Linked DNA regions of Canis lupus: region 2 is linked to region 1. Evidence: chromatin contacts called from public Hi-C data. All regions are on one chromosome and are shown on one strand. Each heading gives the region's core, a stretch centred on a gene start, on an enhancer-like site or on the middle of the called end of the contact. The rest is flanking DNA. Distances are from core to core; before and after follow the strand shown.

The links. A called contact is a pair of places that touch in the nucleus more often than the background predicts.
Region 2: a contact with region 1 is called in a Hi-C map of blood, with 5 times the contacts expected there. The contact joins the enhancer-like site here to the promoter of LOC111092485 in region 1. A contact is called at or near these places in 5 of 9 Hi-C or Micro-C datasets (amygdala, blood and skin fibroblasts).

What each region holds. Positions count from the first base shown.
Region 1 is chr25:6,785,034-6,791,103 of UU_Cfam_GSD_1.0, forward strand. It overlaps LOC111092485, which reads right to left and starts at 3,308. Exons shown (of 4, transcript XM_038574486.1): 1 at 3,267-3,308; 2 at 2,959-3,190; 3 at 1,670-1,762. The coding sequence starts at 3,308.
Region 2 is chr25:7,061,288-7,067,357 of UU_Cfam_GSD_1.0, forward strand. All of the region lies in intron 3 of STARD13 (stAR-related lipid transfer protein 13), which reads left to right. Among named protein-coding and RNA genes, the nearest start is that of KL, 190 kb to the right of the region's middle. Within about 2 kb of position 3,899, at least 13 of the 20 cell types and tissues checked have an H3K27ac peak or open chromatin away from gene starts, as enhancers often do.

The DNA of each region.
Region 1 (6,070 bases), core at 2,058-4,557:
GCTAAACAGCTGAGCCACCAGGGCTGCTCTCAAGGTTCATTTAAAATAAGGCACAGAACATGTCTGTCTTTCCCTGGTTTAAACGGTTAATCAGTAATGACTCAGATACAAAGTACCAGGACTCTTAGGGAAATACCATAGTTTTAGGACAGGTGTTCTCAACCTTTTTTTTTTTTTTTCTTTTTCCTTTTTCTGTTGGCAGCTCATTCATATTATAAGGGAAAAGAAAAGGACTGGAGTCCAGTGAACAAAATACTAATGATTTTTAAAAACTGAGGTAGAAAATAGCCAAATGATAACAGCTGGGAATTACAAAAGTACAAAACATTTCATAAACATAAAATATCACATAATCCTAAAAAAAGGTAGTTAGTGGAAGAAGAGCAATAATTAAGAATAGTTAACATGTCTCAATATAACACTGAGGACACACTAGCAGGAAAGCAACCTTCTTGAATATTATGGAAATTCCAACTGCCTGCATGTGTGCATATAGAGTAAGAATCTGTAAAGTTGCCAACAGTTGGTGGCATTGCACAACAGAGTGGAGTCCTGAATTAGAATCCTCAGTTATTTGTGGTAATGCAATAATCTTAGTCTATGAATACCAAATTTAGTAATAAGCCTTAATAACTCATTCAGCAGGTTACTACTAAGAAGCACTTAGTTGCCAGTAAAAATCCATCTATGAAATTGGCTTCATTCATATATAAGTATAAAAAATGAGTCTTGCATTTTTCCATGAAGGGAGCTCTCAAAGCCCATGAATTTGCTTTATTACAAGACTGATTTAGGGAACCCAGTGTCTGACATAGAGCTCAAAATAGACAATGTAGTGAGTGTATGGACCTAAAATATACAGAAAGAAAATAAGCATGTGTGATTAATATCTGATTTCATAAAAACATATAAAGTACAATTTCATTGATCTGATGTAAGTTTTGATACATTTTAGTATGAATTGATTTCTCAAAGCATATAACGAATTCATTCCTTTAATCACTTCAGTGATATTAAAATTGTTTTTGATTCATAAAAACCTTACAAAATTACTGCAAAACATTTCAATGTTTTTTGTTGATCTTTAGATGTGTGAATTTACAAATCAAAGATGTATCAGCTTTTTTTTAGTAAAGGCAATCACACCACAGCAAACATTCTAAACTTTTATCTGAATTTAGAAATAATTTCAGCTATGAACATAACAAATCTAACAATTTGTATTTCACTTAGGAGCAAGTGTGGTGCACTATACTATGTCAGCATCTAATGCAGTGGCAGAGTTAGGATATGACAAGAATTAAATGGAAAAGGCCTGAAGAAAGGTTAGGTAAGCCATTTTTACCAATGAAAGCATTGTGTCCCTTTGTGAATGGCACGGTGTGGTGAAATGGGGTGGATAACGGATCTTGGGGAGATGCAAAAGGACTTCGAAAAAGCCTGGCATCTTCCAGAGAATAAAATTAGAATGTTTGTTGAAACCACTTTGTCCTTAATTTCAGTAATTTCTCATTACTTACTTTTAGCAGCTAATGAGAAGGATGGAAATTACTGCAGAATGACTGAAATTTTAGTATACCTGGTATTACAGCACCCTCTATCACATGATCATATATATACAGAACATTTACATGTAGTAGTCACTTTAATGTGGGCAATATTCACTTACGTACAGCTTTCCCGGTTCTAGGGCTTAATACTTTCCAGCAAAGGGGCCAAAGGCCTATACATTTTTCCAGTTCTAGTTTCATCACTCTCTCTCCTGTAATAGCGAAGAGCATTAATGACAAAGCAATCCTGAGCTCTAAATTCTTCCAGGTGTGCGTCTAGTGCCAACAGCTTAAATGTCAGGGGAGAATTTTTTCAAAGCTATTATTATCCAGCTCTACCCCCCGGGTCCTTCCCAGTAGAAACTCCGGGTTTTAAGGCCAATGTGTTTTAAGAAGCCTTTCGGGGACTTGTGAGGCAAGCTCAACTTTAAGAATCACTGCTATAGAAGAAATGAACAGACGCTAATGTACAAATTCTGAAGGAAACGTATCTCGCTTTCACTATACACACCGATATTCAGTTAAAACGTCATTCCAATAAAACACAATCTCATGCTTGCTACCTAACGGTGTCGTCAGGCCTACAAGCTTCCAGGGAAACCTAGGTTGTCACTAAGAATTCAGTATCAGGGAAGAATTCACCTCGATTTTGCAGACTTCGGGGAAATTACGTTTCCTCTGGCTATCTAAAAGAAATGTGCCGTGCCCACAAACCCAAATTCAGCCTGAGCATTTCTGAGGCTTTGTCTGGGAAATGTCCTTAGCCTCTTTGTTTTTTTAAATGTTTCAGGCTTTTATTTAAAATCTAGTTAACATACAGTGTAACAGTTTCAGCAGAATTTAGTAATTCTGGCCTTTTTTTAAAGCAAAATTCCCACTAAGTCCTACGCTTCCCGATGGGCTCCCAACACGCCCAGCGCCCGCCCAGCGCCCAGCGCCCGCCACGGCCTTAAAGCGTGACAAGAAACAAAAGCTTTTCTATCAGAGGACAAGCTAAGCCGCCAAGTCTGTGCGACCGTCCGAGCAAGGGGAAGTGCTCCGCTCCTGACAGACGGGGACACTCACGGGGCGGGACTGGAGCAGCTCGGGAACAAGGCAGTGGAAACATAAACACAGGGACACGTTTTTTCTGGGCTTAACTCTAGAGAAAGAAATCCATTTCCTCTCCATTTTGGGATTGGGAACACACAGCGACTCCCCCACACAGACCCCTCTTCAACGTCCCGGGAAGTGTGCGGGGGACCCGGCGGGGCGGGGCGGGGGCGCGGGGGCCTCCCTTCCCGGGGGGGGGGAGGGGGGGCGAGAAAAAACCGCAAGGGCCGAGGTTTCTCTGGAAGGTTCCGAGAGAAAAGTGCGCGCGCCCCTTCTCGGGCGGTGGGAGACGCGGCACCAGATGGCGCTGCCGCACCGAGAGCCGCAGCCTGGGCGACCACGGGGGCGGAAAGAGGCGTCACCGGATCCTTCTCTTCGTGTCCCTCGCCGGAAATGCGCGCTGGCGCCAGCCGCTGGTCCCGGATATTAAGCCTTCTGGAGAGTTCCCGCGCGGGGGCGGGGCTAGGACCGGAACCGAACGGCGCCCGTCGGGCCTCGGGGCGGAAGCCCCAGGCGGTACCAGCAGGGCCGGCCCTGCGTGCGCGCGCCTCTTCACGGCGGGAGCGCGGGGCTGGGGGGCGGTGGAGAGCGTGGGGGGCGGGGCCTCGCCAGGCGCCTGCGCACTTTGGGGACGTAGTCGCCGTCGGCGTGTGCGTCTTTCTCCATCTTTGTACGTTTGCTGGCCTTGCGAGGCGGAAGTGGTGACGTAGTCGTTTTTTTGTTTTGTGTGGTTTCCCCCCCCCCCCCCCCTCTCCCGCCCACAGGGTTTGGGTTTCTAGCTGTGAGTCAGGCTTCTGGAAGTCATTGTGGAAAGTTAAGGGTACATGAGGTAAAAACTCGAGCTGTATTTTCCTCTTGACTCTAAAGCGATCCAAATGTTTGGTGGGCGCGGTCCCAGTGCTGGTACGGACCCAGCTTTTCCCTCTAAATCTCTGGACCGGCCTGATTCCACCCACTCTGCTTCTTTGAGCGTCAATCATTAGGCGGTAGGGATGTCACAAGGGAGCGCAGGCAAATTGTTCTGCGGAACCCGACACAGTTATTTAAGGAAGCGTGCTTTCGCTTTTTTAATAGTGCTTTTCAAGAATTGAAGGAGTTCAGTCGACTTAATTTTTCTGTTTTTGTCCGTGTAAACATTTTATATTGTGCTTTTTGGTGGTATAGTCCTGGTCCTCATCACACTTTGCGAGCTTCAGGAAGGCTGCGGGCACACAGCATGCCAAAGGAGGAGTCTGCCCCTTCTCCATTTTTGCCAAGTAGAGGCAAACCACTTGGATGGATGGATGGGCCGTAGTGACTAGTGAGGAGTGCTCTGTTTTGTTTTTAGCTGCAGCAGCAGGGAAACAACGAATGTCGCAGAAGCAAATCTGTATCCGTCCTGTTTTAATTTTAGATTGTAACTCCAGAAGTGTCAGCTGCAAGGTGCTTGGTTCTCCCAAGGAATTTGTTCAGCTCTGGTAAACACTTATCCCTGTGTTTCAGAGCTCCTCCTGTCCTGTGGCCTACCATAAGAATTGAGTACTTGAGAGATGCAGAGCGGAAGTAATAGAGACTTAAGTGGATAGACTAAGAGAAGCAGGTGGACTGGGGGATGCAAGGAAGTTAGATCGCCTCTAACGGCTGAATGAGGACGTTTTAGTTTCTTGATTAAACCTTTTGGGTGGTCTTGGTAGTAGGTGTAAAGAAAGCTGCCGTGGCTTGAGTGTGGGCAATATTGCAGTATCATTAGACTGACTAGAACGAGGACAAGTAGGAGGCAAGACATTCAGGAAAATGTAAAAAGGGCGGGGGGGGGGGGGAACCATAGTGATAGGTATTAGAAAACGTGAAGGGGCAAGAGTCAAAGGTGTGATAGATGTGGGAAGAGGCTGATTCGGAAGACAGAACAGTGTTAGATCTCAACCTGAGTGGTAGAATGAGGAATAAGTTCTTTATTAGAGGTTTCCGTTTTGGAAATAACTGCATATGATTGAAAGACTCCTTCATTTTGCCACCATTATATACTAGTAACTTACACTAACATAGTTCTCCATAGTTTAAAAAATGTATCCGTTTATTTTATTTATATTCACAACTAGAGGCATTTAAATCACTTGTCTGAATATACCTCAACTCTTGTCCCTCACTGTGCTTGCCTGGCAAACCTGGCTCATGGAGAAATCACGCACTTAAGTTTTCTGTGCTTGCGCCCAAGAGCTTGACGATTGGATGAGCTAATAATGATCTCACACCTAAATGGGCTCTCCATATTGTCCAGTCATCCAGCTCCTTTTCTCTAGTGACTTGACTGTTTTCTGGAAACCAAATATTTCATTATTCTTCCTTTCTCAAATTACCAACTGTCTCTTCAACCAATTACTCTGCTTCATACTTTATTAAAAAATGAAATTGTGAGTCTAAGCCAAGAATTCTTTTTTTAGCATCTACTCTGCCCACACCTGTACTTTTTAAATATCTTCCATCTACTTTTAAAGGATCCTAGGTCTTTCTATCGAATGCAAACATGATACTGTTAGTTTTTAGTTTTAGCCATTTGAGTGGGTATAGGTGTTAATTTTATTTTTGTGAAGTGTATTTAAAACTTTTGCCCGTTTTTAAAATGGAGCTTTTCTTATAATTGAGTTGTAGGAATTGTTTATATATCATGTATATTATTTATTTTGTTATTTTGTGGTGAAAGCACTTCACGTAAGATCTGTTGTCTTAGCAAATGTTTAAGCATGTAATATATTACATATTGGCACTGTGCTGTACAATAAATCTCTAGAACTTACTCATCTTGTATAACCAACTTTGCACCCTATAATACCTCTGTTTTCCTTTCCCTTTGAACACCTTTTATGTCAAAGTGTGTGTTGTGAATATTTTGCTACCAGTTTGTGGCCTGCCTTTTCATTTTCTTAATAATATGTTTGGAAGACCAGTTTTTGTAAGTTGTATATTTCTAGGAATTTGTACATATTATCTAAATATTAAAGTTCATTAGCATAAAGTTGCAAATAAAATCCTATTATCTTTTAAGTATTCACAATTTATTACATTTAAGCCTGTTATCCATTGCCGGTTAATTCCTCTGTATGGTATAACAGTAGGAGTTGATATTCATATTTTTCAAAATGAGAATCCAGTTATTCCAGCAGCATTTGTTGAAAGGATTATCCTTTTCCCCATTGAATCACTTTGACACCTTTGTCTGATTTTTTTTAATACCTCTTCAGTTCTATTGGTAAATATATGTCTGTCCTTATGCCAACTTATCCAACGACCTTTTTTCTCAGAATTGTTTCGGTCATTCTAATTCTTTTGTATTGTAATATATATCTTAGAATTGGCATTTCAGTTTCTGAAAAAGCCTGCTGTGATTTTGATTGGGATTGTTGAATCTGCTGATCACTTTGGGGAGAATTGACATCTTAACAGTATTGAAT
Region 2 (6,070 bases), core at 2,649-5,148, 280 kb after region 1:
GAGTACGATTGCAAGATTCTGGAGGAAAAGAGAAGAGACAAGTGATTACAGATTGAGTGATTGCTTTTTTATCTGTCCTGGAGTCTATGAGATTCAATATACTAACCAGTGTTATAGATGATTGAACAGCATACACTTGCTAAGATGACAATGAATCATTAGGTTATTCAACTCTTTAAAGTTTCAGATAAAGCTCAGTCATCTTAAAAAGTTACAGAAATGCCACTGACCCTGGAGTCAGAAAGCATGACTAGCAATTTGAATCCCATTTGCAAGTTCTGGCCAAGTGAACAAGGCCATTCTTTCCTCTTTCAGTTTCCTACCTCAGGAGTCTGTATAGAGCCCAAAAGTGAGATGATAAATGTGAGAGCATGGTGTAAGTTTGCTACTAAGGTCCCTTTAATTCAAGATGACCAGAGTCTAAAATACAACTTCCCAACTCCCTAAATTTGCTCCTCCTTTAAAGGAATTATAGGAATTAAAGGAGGAGCAAATTTATTTTTTTTAAGATTTTATTTATTTATTCACAAGAGACACACAGAGAGAGAGAGGCAGAAACATAGGCAGAGGGAGGAGAAGCAGGCTGCACGCAGGGAGCCCAATGTAGGACTTGATTCTGAAACTCCAGGATCACGTACTGAGCAGAAGGCAGCCACTCAACCTCTAGGCCACCTAGGTATCCCAAAGGAGGAGCAAATTTAAAACACATCTGCCTATCGGGCACTGAGGCTGGCCTGAGGAAGTTACACGCATACATTATTGGAGTTTTAGGACAGTAAAGTTGTCCCGGTCTAATGAGAGCTGCTCTCATTGCCACCTGTGTGCCAGGCCCTGGGCCTAGTCTCTTCCGTGCCTTTGACAATGTGCTGGGTTAAAAATAGATGCACAGTAAAAGTTTGGGTCCTGCTGTCCTGCCTGAGTATCTCAACCCCCTTCCCTGGACCTTGCCCATGAATGGCCACTGAGTCAGCAACCCTGGGGCCTGGCAGGTCCATTCACTACCACTTCCAACCTACTGCACTTGAGACTGTCCCTCACTGTGTTTTACCCTTGAGATAAATGCTGAGTTCTGATTTACTTTATAGTTCTGTATCCAACTAAAGGATTTCAGGGGATCCAAGACTTCTGGTTTAAAACTCAGTTGATAGATTACTCTATACATGGCCAACTTAAATTCTATCTCCATCAAAACTTATGTCCCAATCTTCTCAGTAAGAATTAGGAATTATTTTTTTCTCAGGCACCTGGGTAGCTCAGTCAGTTAAGCATCTGCCCTCGGCTCAGGTCATGATCCCAGGGTCCTGCGATTGAGCCCTTTGTTGTGCTCCCTGCTCAGTGGGGAGTCTGCCTCTCCTTCTCTCTCTGCTCCTCCCCCCCTTCCCTGCTCATGTGCACATGTGCATGCTCTGTCTCTCAAAATAAATAAAATACTTTTTGAAAAAAAGAAAATGTTAAAAAAAATCATTTTTTTTCTCTTCCTTATATGCCCACAACTTTCTGATTACACTTCTATCTTAGGTGTATTAAAAGTTTTCCCCAAGTGTTTATTTTTTCATCAGGTTTTCAGCATTTTACAGTCATGGTCCTTGATTCCTCCCTAGTGCCTAGTTGTTGCTTTGTACATCAGAGGTACTTAAAAGTACTTTGCTTGAACTGATGAAATTAATCATTCAGATACAAAATGAATAGAGGTTGACCCTGGGCATCATAATGGACTAAATAAACAATGTTTAGAAGAGATAATGTGATTCTCAGATGCATCAACATGAAATTAACAGGAAATAGGCTGAGATTTCAGCAAAAGAGAATTCTGTGTGTATCAAAAAGCAAACAAAACTTGACTGGAAGGATGATGGGGAAAAAATAGTGGGTGTAGGTTACAAGAGGAGATTCTAGATTCTCTACTCTCAAAATCATTTGACACTGTTCCACCATCCATGTATCTCAGTTTAAGATGAAGATTCTCAGAAACAAGGGCTGGATGAAGTAATGATGGAGACAGTATTAAGATAGTCACCTCCATGAAACCCAGTGAGGCAAGATGAGTATTTGCCAAATTTCTACCAGAGGCACCACATCTATTTTTTCTTTAACCAAAGAAAGATGTGCATGTACTGGCTGATCTTTGTGAAAGTTCTTTCGAAGTCAGGAGTGTGACAATAAAGCTAACTGGCAACAGATAATAATATCACATTGTATTTGAATACTTTTTCCACAAAGGATTTATTTGGGCACACGAAGACTCAGTGAATTACCATTTGCCATGGTCTTCACCGAAGAATGATAGCTCTGAAATTCTTCTTCCACCATGTGGACTGGCCATCTGTTCGCAATAATTGCAAATTCACTTCCAGGATTCATAAAGTCTCCCTATGTTCTTGCACATCTTTGAAATGCCTCAGGCAACTGCTCTTCTCTCCAAGCCAGCAGCCGGAGCAGCCACAACAGCTGTGGGATTCACCAGGGCTTGTCTCTGTTCAATTTCTGGCAGCAGGCAACAACCGCCAAAGCCACTCTCCAAAAAAGCCTGCAAATTGTAAACCCATTAAGGCTTAACTCCTAGGGGACAACAAAGAGAACTGCCTTTGAATGTGAGCTCTGTGTGGGATCACAGAGGCCTCTGGCACCTGGGCTTGTCCTCAGGGCCAGGGTGATCTGTAGGGAAAGTTACAAGCTGCTGAGGGAATATTTTCACAGGTTTTCCAAACAAAGAATCTTTTCTTCAAACCTCCTACAACTCCTTTCTGATTGCTAATTAACCAAACCTACTGAAAAACAGGCCATTTCTGTAAATAGAATAGAAACTGCATGTATGTGGGTGGACGCGCGCACGCGGTCCTGTTGATGTGCATTCTTGTGTGTTTTGTTGATGGTTTTCGGGGATGTCGTGACACGAGGCACTGTTTAGTTTGATGAGATGGTAAGGGGACTGTCAAGGCATATCGTCTCACCTAGTGATTTTTCCTGTGCACACACAGTTTTGCAGCTGTGTTCGTGCATCCAGCATGGTTTGTGTTTGGCTTTACCTCCCCTTCTCTCGCCTGCAGCTGAGAGTTCTCACCTTAAGGTCTCTTTCACTCTGTCCTTACGCTATACCTCATCTGTCTTCCCTGTTTACTTCTATGGAATCCCTATTTAGGAAGTCTTTTCTTGGTCCATCTGTCTTAAATTACTGCCTTGTTTACTTTCCCGGATGCTTTCCCACCCAGGAACCTTCTCTCTGTTAGATGCACATGAAGATCTGAAGGCCCCATTTCCTCAGAAGCCCCTACAGGCCCCTGGCAATTTTTAGAAGGGCTGCTTCACTCCTCGGTGTAGCTTCCACTTAGTCGGAGCCTGCCAGAGCTTGGTGGCCTCTTGGAATTGTTGCTGAAGCCACCAAACCCTACCTCCTTTAACTCTGCGCTTTCCGTTATCCATGGGAAGTTTTACAAGTTTCACAATTTCCATCTGTTGGAATTTTGAAAGACCATTGCCTTTTGCTTGTTTTATCCACAGTGATGGTGCTTGTGATGAGGTTACCTATCAACTCGGTCATGGCCTTATCGGTGTTTGATCAGTATTTCTTACATTTGTGTTTAATTCTGGCGGTTTTGGCTCTGAGGCAGTGGATGGGGGAGAGAAGCTCTTCACAGGCCTCTAGTGGACATGCTGCGGAACTGCAGAAATTGTATTCAGATGCGTGAAACTGGTGTGACTCCGGAGGATCACGCAATCCCCAAAATATGTTCTTCGTTTGATTTTTTCATTTACTAGTAGAATAGTGTGTTCGAGGGCAAAGAAATGAGGAACAGTGGCTGAATTTTTCCGTCCGTCGTTCAGCTTTACCACCTAGCGCGCTTTCCGTCGCAAGCTCAAGTTGTTAGTCCAGGTTGGCTGCAAGGGCTTGCTCCTGCCGCGGGGCCTTGAGCTGCTTGAGCTGCCTGCGAGCAGGAGAGCCGGCCGCGCTGTGCTCCGCGGTCCTGCCATCCTTCGGCCCTCGCTTCCTACCACAGCTCCTGGCACTTACTCCAGACCTGAACTGACAGCCTTTCTTTGTGGTACTTGTCCTAGTTAAAACTGGGGCTTGGGGAACTATGCCACATTTTGTCTTCAGGATCTCAGTTTGTATCCAGCATCCTCCCTCCCTTCCTGCTTCCTCCTGCCGGTTCATTTCCAATTTACAGTGATTTTAAGTCCCCGGATGACCTTTTCTGGGGTATTTGAGATGTAAACCTTGTCTGGATTCAAAAGGAAAATGTTTTGCCTGGTTAAATCGGAACAGAAATGTCAGGCGACCGTGCTGATGAGAGAATTGTCTGTGGGTGGAATCGACAGAGCTCTGTGTATTTAGAATTATCCTCCCTTCTCCCTAAGAGGCCGGCTTCGCTCTTTCACAGGGAGGCCTCCGGGCCATCTTTTGGATTAAGCTTGCAGAGTATTTTCAGAGCATTGATGTGAGAAGTAATTCTGGAACAAATCAGCCCTGTGTTTACATCTATAGGGAGCTGTAGCAGCTGGGACCATGTTTTGAGCTGTCCATGGGGATGGTGAGATTATTACCTCAGTACAAGACAGACCTTGCACCAGGTTCGAGAGGACTAGGAATGAAACTTTAAAGAGGGTGACTTTACGGATGGCTGTCTAAGGTTACTGCTGTGGGATGTCTGAGACTTTACACTGGAGGGTCGAGCAGAGCTCCCGGGTCATGGTTGAGACAGTCTAAAAGCTATTGGTCACTGAGGTATTTTGTAGTGTGGCCTTTTAAGGGTGTTAAAGTGGATGGAGTTTGCTTCGCTGGAAGAGCCTCCTTAGTGTTTGTTTCACTGGGGGTAGATGAGGCATTGAGGTTCTTAATCTCGTGACTTCTTATCTCTTTAAAACTTCAGAAATGATAAGAAAAATGTTTATACGTTTGCCAAGTGTTTAATGGGAAGAACTATAGCAAGATTCTTGAAAATGTAAAGAAAGGGAAAAAATGACTATTTTAAGAGGCAGTTGAAAGGTAATGCGTTATATAGTATGGAGTAGATTAATAGACTCTTTGTCTAAACAGTGCCTGGACTAGGCTCTATATTACCTTTATACATATTGTCCAGTTTGTTTACTGAATTCTCTTATTTGAATAACAGAATCAAATTTCAAAACTAAATATCCTGACATTTTTAACAATAATCTGGCAGTAGCCTTTTGCTAAAGACTATTATGACACAAAAGTGAAGAAAATCGGAACCATTAGTTGGGTTGAAAGAATGATTTATTCTTAAAATAATGAAAGAGCACAAGTGAAATTCATCGCTAAGGATAAGTTGTTTGGAGGTTGAATAAACCACATGGTACAAATGCCCCTTCAGTTGTGGTTTTCGAAATGTGTAATCAAACATTACCATTAGTCAGAGAAAGATAAAAGGAAGGATAGGATTAAATTCTAGATCTAAACATTTGAAAATACAAATTTTCTTGGCAAAATGAGGTGAGAAGGAGGACACATACTAATATGAAGGGATTTTTCTTCATTAAGGAAAAGATGTAGAGAAGAACACAAGGCAGTATCTTATAAAACAATAAAAAAAATCATTATGCTTAAGAAAATGAAAATGCTACATGTTGAATACCTCTCAGCTCAAAACATAGAGATATTTCACTTATCCAAAATCCACTGATATGTCCACATCAGCTATATAGAAAAGACCAATAAGCAAAGCAACATAAATGTTGGTGCACTGAAGGTCTTGGGTTTTATTGATAGACCAACACCAGAGATCCTTCCAATTTCACTTATTTACTCTCATGTAACAAATAATCCCTTTTAAAAAAAGATTTATTTTTATTTTTAGAGAGAGAAAGAGAGTGTGAGTTCAAGGAGGGGCAGAGAGAGAGAATCTCAAGCAGATTCCCTGCTGAGCCAGGAGCCTAACATGGGGCCCAATCTCATGACCTGAGCCAAAATCGAGTTGGACGTTTAACTAGCTGTGCCACCCAGAACCCCCATAGTTCCCAAATAATTCTGATGCATTTAATTTCTAAAATTTTGGAGGATAAAAAACTAGAAATTTGAAGGAAAAGGAGACTACCAATGTATACACAATAG